Regions from separate parts of the Mus musculus genome. Here region 1 is linked to region 2. The links are chromatin contacts, called in public Hi-C maps. All regions are on one chromosome and are shown on one strand. The core of a region is the stretch at or near the end of the contact, and the rest is flanking DNA. Distances in the headings are between cores, read along the strand shown. Region 1 overlaps Itgbl1 (integrin, beta-like 1). Region 2 overlaps Nalcn (sodium leak channel, non-selective).

What was found. Hi-C and Micro-C count contacts between places; a contact is called where the count stands out from the background.
Region 1: a contact with region 2 is called in a Hi-C map of the N1E-115 cell line, with 5 times the contacts expected there. The contact joins two enhancer-like sites. A contact is called at or near these places in 2 of 484 Hi-C or Micro-C datasets (the N1E-115 cell line and cortical neurons) and 1 of 115 datasets of contacts at active chromatin or transcription factors (fibro-adipogenic progenitors).

What each region holds. Positions count from the first base shown.
Region 1 is chr14:123,970,310-123,973,295 of GRCm38.p6, forward strand. Itgbl1 (integrin, beta-like 1) reads left to right here. Exons shown (of 11, transcript NM_145467.2): 10 at 1,809-1,922; 11 at 2,976-2,986. Among named protein-coding and RNA genes, the nearest start is that of 1700024B18Rik, 16 kb to the right of the region's middle. Within about 2 kb of position 1,627, at least 1 of the 459 cell types and tissues checked has an H3K27ac peak or open chromatin away from gene starts, as enhancers often do. A contact at or near this core is called in the N1E-115 cell line, where this site is marked.
Region 2 is chr14:123,370,448-123,373,411 of GRCm38.p6, forward strand. It overlaps Nalcn (sodium leak channel, non-selective), which reads right to left. Exons shown (of 44, transcript NM_177393.4): 16 at 1,031-1,167. Among named protein-coding and RNA genes, the nearest start is that of AA536875, 200 kb to the left of the region's middle. Within about 2 kb of position 1,709, at least 4 of the 459 cell types and tissues checked have an H3K27ac peak or open chromatin away from gene starts, as enhancers often do. A contact at or near this core is called in the N1E-115 cell line, where this site is marked.

The DNA.
Region 1 (2,986 bases), core at 377-2,876, 600 kb after region 2:
TAGAAACAAATACAAGTACTTAATTCTTCAAGTAGTTAATCCTTCACTGATGGAAGTCAGCCACTAAATGTGATGTCTTTTGGGGAATATCTCTATGATAGACAGCTGAGTTCCCATGTAGGGGCTTTATAAACCATTTGTTAAACAAACAATTGGTAGTTAACATTTCCATGCCTAGAAATCATAAAGAAAATATTTAAATTTAGGAAAAAGTAAATTCTAAAATGAAGATACACTCTGTGTTGATGAGGATGCAAGGGACCCTTTATCTCTTTCCCATTAGACCAGCAATAAGGGCCTGTGCAACCGCTAGGTTGTCAATTATGTCTCAAAACTGGAAGAACTCCACATATTGACCTAAAGAGCCTGAAAGTCAGTCCAGACTCTCAGGAAAGCAAGATTAAGTGAAATCGTGCTGCACTTAACAATGAAGTAAAATTAATATAATGCAGTTATTATCTCTTACCTGGTTCTGACTACTTTTTTGCCTTAAGATGTGTGATGAGGGATGACAAAAGTGAAATTTTGATGTGGGAGATTCTTTAACCTAAAATATGTGTATCAGTTTCCATGGCATGAGCTTACAAATGCTTGGGACACTTTAACTTGAATTCTTTCATGATACATATGACAGTATCATAGTCATCCACTTCCCAAAACTGAGGTCTTCTGCTGTCTATTCTTGCAAGTCTTTGATCATATGTTAATCAACAGAAGTACTCAGAATTTAACCCTGAATCTCCTCTGTGTATTTAAAGCTTAACGAGTTGGAGTTTTTCTAACTGCATTAAAAACTTTTATTATTTTGTATTCTCTCAAGGTGACTGGTTACTTGAGTAACTTAGGAATAACTACCAGCATCTTGTAGTAAAAGAAAATTGTGTCCAACAAAAAAGTCAAACAAAGAAATGGAAGAGGTCCTTTTGAATTCTGTATTTGTCCCACTAGCTGTACCAAAAGTAGGTTAACCTTGTGATTTTTCAAGCCTGGCTTGAAAGGCATTTATACCAAGAGAATCCTTTTGAGACATCACAAATCTATTTTTTTTTAATTTTAAGTTGCTAGTAATATTCTCTGTTACCACAAAATATTTTAATAACTAAATAGTTTTTAAATTAAATTCGAGGAAACCACATAGGAAGTTTATGTGGTGGGAAAATTGACTAGACCCTATTCAGAAATTTTTTTTTTAGAACTCTTGCTGATTGTAGCAAATCCTAAAGCACAAGCCTGAGCCATCAATCAGACATACGGAATTAAGTTTGCATTTTTAGCATTTCACCCTGCCACTCAGCATGAAGTTTGTGTGTTCCGATTTCAAGAAATGCATGTAAATGAAACTATAAAATGATTAGCTCAATAATTTAGTAATTCTTTGATTGTAAAATAAAAATCTTCATTTGATATAATTTCGTAGTACATTCCTGTAGAGAACAGGGACCTTAAAATGCAATTCAATTGAAAAAGAAAAAAACAAGTCAACCATCTATTTTGAATACCTTTTGGGGAGAGCATCTCTAAGGGTGAGCCACATCCTGTTTCATTGACATTTCCACCAGACTGGACCAAGGAACATTTTTGCTCAAGGCTAATTGCAACGGTCTAGATCTATAAGGAAGGCTTTCCCGGATGACCTATATGTATTACAGTAAGTAAAGCTCCCCTCTGAGAAGCAGCTATTCAATAAACTTTTTTCCTTTAGAAGATGGGTTATTACAAGTCTATTGTCAGTGTGTCAACGATACTTTCCTCTTGATGAAAACCTTTATTTCTCTGGTGACAGTGAGTAACACCCTTTGTGATTTCAGGTTCTTGTCATTGTGGAAAGTGCATTTGTTCTGGAGAAGAGTGGTATATTTCAGGGGAGTTTTGTGACTGTGATGACAGAGACTGTGACAAACACGATGGTCTCATTTGCACAGGTACAGTATTGACCTACACTAATTGTTTTGTGCCACAAATGACAATAGAGTAAAATGACATCTACCACACACTGCTTTAGATAGGGCAGAGAGGGCAGCGTCCATGCACTCAAATGAACAATGCCCATGTGTAGTAACTCTGAAAGGAAAAATGAACATCTGTAAATACAAAATAACATTTTCCCTAGAAAAATGCAAACATTGAAAGCCAGATTGTATGACTGCTGGAAAATTTTCACAAAATAACCTATTATATAAACTTACACAAAGACAATTATACAAATACAGAAGTCTGTTGACAACCATTTCATTTTAATATGGTCCAGACAGGGAAGGGGTATTATTTAAAGCAGCATTCACAAGCTACAAGTTGGTGTATTGGCTGTTTTTAGAAAACTGGATATATGTATGAATATGTATGGGGAGGAGATGAGAGATAACAACAGAGTATACTAAATATTTAACTGTGTAATGGCCATCAAACCAAATTTGTTGAGTTCTAATAATTGGCCATAAATAATATTAAACTAAGTTAAATAATTAACCTAAAGTTAATATTTTAATTATAAAATGTATGCCCACTTATTAGATTTCTAGCTGATTCAATATACCATTGGTAAAAGTCTCAGTAACAAAATATTTTTGTAATCAAACATTTTTAGTTTGGTTAAATATGATTATTTTTGCATGACATTAAATTAGACAATCACTTTCTGTCCACCTTACTAGACAAGGATTTCTTCCAGCTCTCAGGTCTGCCTAATTTAATATGAAGGGGCTTTATGCTTTTCAATGTTTATTTGTAAGTCATACATGGTTTGCCTACTAACAGAAGATAGAACTGTGATATGGGAGCCCAGCTGAGTGATGAAAGGTAGGTACTGTTCAATTAATAAATTATGGAATCAAAGAGATGCCATTGATTATCTTAAAGATGTTTAGACACTTTAGGGAGGATAAATGGTTTCCTCATGAACAGATATGGTTCATAGTTATATATTCTAATGGTGTATTCTGATCATAATCATGATTTCTGTGTTTATTTTATTGCAGGGAATGGAATC
Region 2 (2,964 bases), core at 459-2,958:
AAGACTCAAAAGGAAAAGACTTCATCTGATCACCAAAATATGAAAAATTTAAATAACATTAATGCAAGTAAACAAAGAAAGCAACTTAAAATCAGAAAAAGAAATGCTGTCATGTGCAACTTGGCTACAATTTGGTCACCAATAGGCTGCATGCAAATGGTGGCCCCATAAGATTGCATTGTACACCCAGTAATGCAGTAAGCATCACCATCTGCATCAACATATCTGATGTTGATAAAACCATGAAAATGTCCAGAACTCTCTCCAGGCATTAAGTGACATGATCCTCTTTTTCTATTGGAGTTTCAAGTGTTTGGCATTGCACCTAATCTCAACCTTCCCTAATCCCTCACCAAGATGTTTAAAGATAAATAAGTGAATAAATTTTAAAAAAATGGAAAAGTCTATATGATTTCATGATTGTACCTGGAGCCTTTTGAGTTATCATTGGAAGACTTTCCTCCAATTATTAAAAGCAGGAAGTTCCAAGCACCTTAAGAATGCATTTGTTTAGCAGGAAGGCAAAGCTAGTGCAAACTGAATCAGTGTGGGTGTAAATGTTAAGGTTCTTTTAACCAGTGGGAGGCAGATTACACTGTGACCAGATGGCCATATAAGCCAATGCTGCTGTAACAAAGACACCTTCCAGAGCTGCCTGCCTGATGTATTTAGAGATAAAGTGCTCACATCGAAGTCTGTCCTCTTTCCCTCTGAGCAAAGTTCACCTTGTCTATGCCTAGGAGGTCTAATGACTGAAAAGTCCACCTTGTCTATACCTAGGAGGTCTCATGACCAAAAAGTCTTCAGATGGAGGCGGGGACACAAGCTTGTGTCTCACTTGCTTCTTCTCTGAAGGGATGACTCATGGAACTCAAAGGCTTTGTACCACAAAGGCAGGGAGAAGAACAGGAGATAACAATTTCAAACACAACCCCAAACCTACCCACGTGCCAGTCTGAAAGAAGGCTGAGGTTAACTTAGATGGTAAGCCACGTTGTGAAGAGATACAGTCAACGAAACAATCTGATACCTGATTTTAGGAACTGTAAAATCTGAAGGAAGTTTTGAGATTTTCACCATTTGCGGTCTGTTTGGAAATTTTTCGAAGATTCTCAAGCGCAAAGGGAGTTTTTCTTTGGTGTCCGCGTTCGCTTCACTTTGCTTTAGCTAAAGGGTGGGGTGGGGGAGAAGAAAATTGAATCCCATTGTAATGAACAATTTCAGACTTGGGAGAATAACATGTAATTACACATATCGCCGCTAGATGGAAGAAAAGACCCACCATGCACATCACCCAGCGGTCCCAGAGATTGTTCACTGAGTCCTAAAACTGAGTTCAGGGAAGGACAAAAGTTAAGAACAAACTAAACCAATTTAAAATAAAATTCAAAGGAAGGTTTTTGTTGTTGTTGTTGTTGTTGTACTCTCAATGACAAGTCTCCTTTCACCCCACACACAACATCTTTAGCTTTTACTTACAATTAAACATTTGGATTTATTTTATGCACAGGCAGACTTGCTTATCTCCTTAGCTAACTGAAGGGGATGTATTTACATCTGCACAAATTTGATTTCTTGTAAGCCAAGGTTTATCTGGGGCAGACGTGGAACTAAGAATCAATAACTGGCTTGAATCCAGTCCATGCTTTCTTATCTTCCTCCTTCCAATGCTGGCTTTTCCTGTGACTTCTCTTCACTCTTTACTGCCTCTTAAGACGAACCACTCTGTGTATTGCAGTGAATCTTTCTTCCCTGTTTCCTATCCCTCTCCAAACTATAACACTGGTCTTACTAACTCCAAACGGGTTAAGAGAGCATCAAAGCCTCTTGTGTAATGTGGGCTTTCTTTCTTTCTTTCTTTCTTTCCTTCCTTCCTTCCTTCCTTCCTTCCTTCCTTCCTTCCTTCCTTCCTTCCTTCCTTCCTTCTTTCTTTCTTTCCTTCCTTCCTTCCTTCCTTTCTTTTTTTTTTCCATTTTTTATTAGGTATTTAGCTCATTTACATTTCCAATGCTATACCAAAAGTCACCCATACCCACCCACCCCCACTCCCCTACCCACCCACTCCCCCTTTTTGGCCCTGGCGTTCCCCTGTACTGAGGCATATAAAGTTTGCGTGTCCAATAGGCCTCTCTTTCCAGTGATGGCCGACTAGGCCATCTTTTGATACATATGCAGCTTTCAAATTTCAAAGTTTAGATCAGGAAATTATCAGTCAGTAGAAGCCCAGAAAAATTTTGCTAATCAGAAGGGACGGGTGAGATGATGATGATGATGATGATGATGATGATGATGATGATGATGATGATGATGATGATGATAGTAAAGCTCTAGCATCCAAGGTCACAAAACAAAGAGCACAGAAATCTCCATGGCATGAGAGTAATCTGAAAAGTAACTCTGTACATCAATGAAAGCTTATGAAGAAGTAACTGACTTCTAATGGGCCACTGATACACAACTGGTGAAAATTTGCGAGTGGTAAGTAGGGGCCAGAAGGAAAGAAAAAGCTGCTGACTTATTAAGACCGACCAGAGAGCAAGGCAATCCGTGATAGCAGGCCAGAGACGGATGAGATTGATAGTGTAGGTAGGAGCTTGCTCAATTGCATTTACTGACTCATTTGTTTAGATATTTGTGCTGTCACTTCTAGAACCAATCCAGGGAGCCAGATCCCGTGCAAAATTCTGAGGCTATAAAAATCAAAGGGCGCCTGCCTTTCCCCCCGACCCAGCTCATATCACAACCCACTGGATAGTTGAATAGACAATTACCTAGAAAGATAATGTGACCAATTACCTAGAAAGATAAAGAAAGATAAAGAGATGTGACCAGAGTGCTTGGGAACCCAAGGCAAGAAATGAGAAAAAAATAAACCATGGTATTATTTCTCCCACACTGACAGACCTCCCAGGCTGCAGTGTGTGATTCTTGTCTCCACTTCTTGGGGGCGGGGTCTAAGCTATG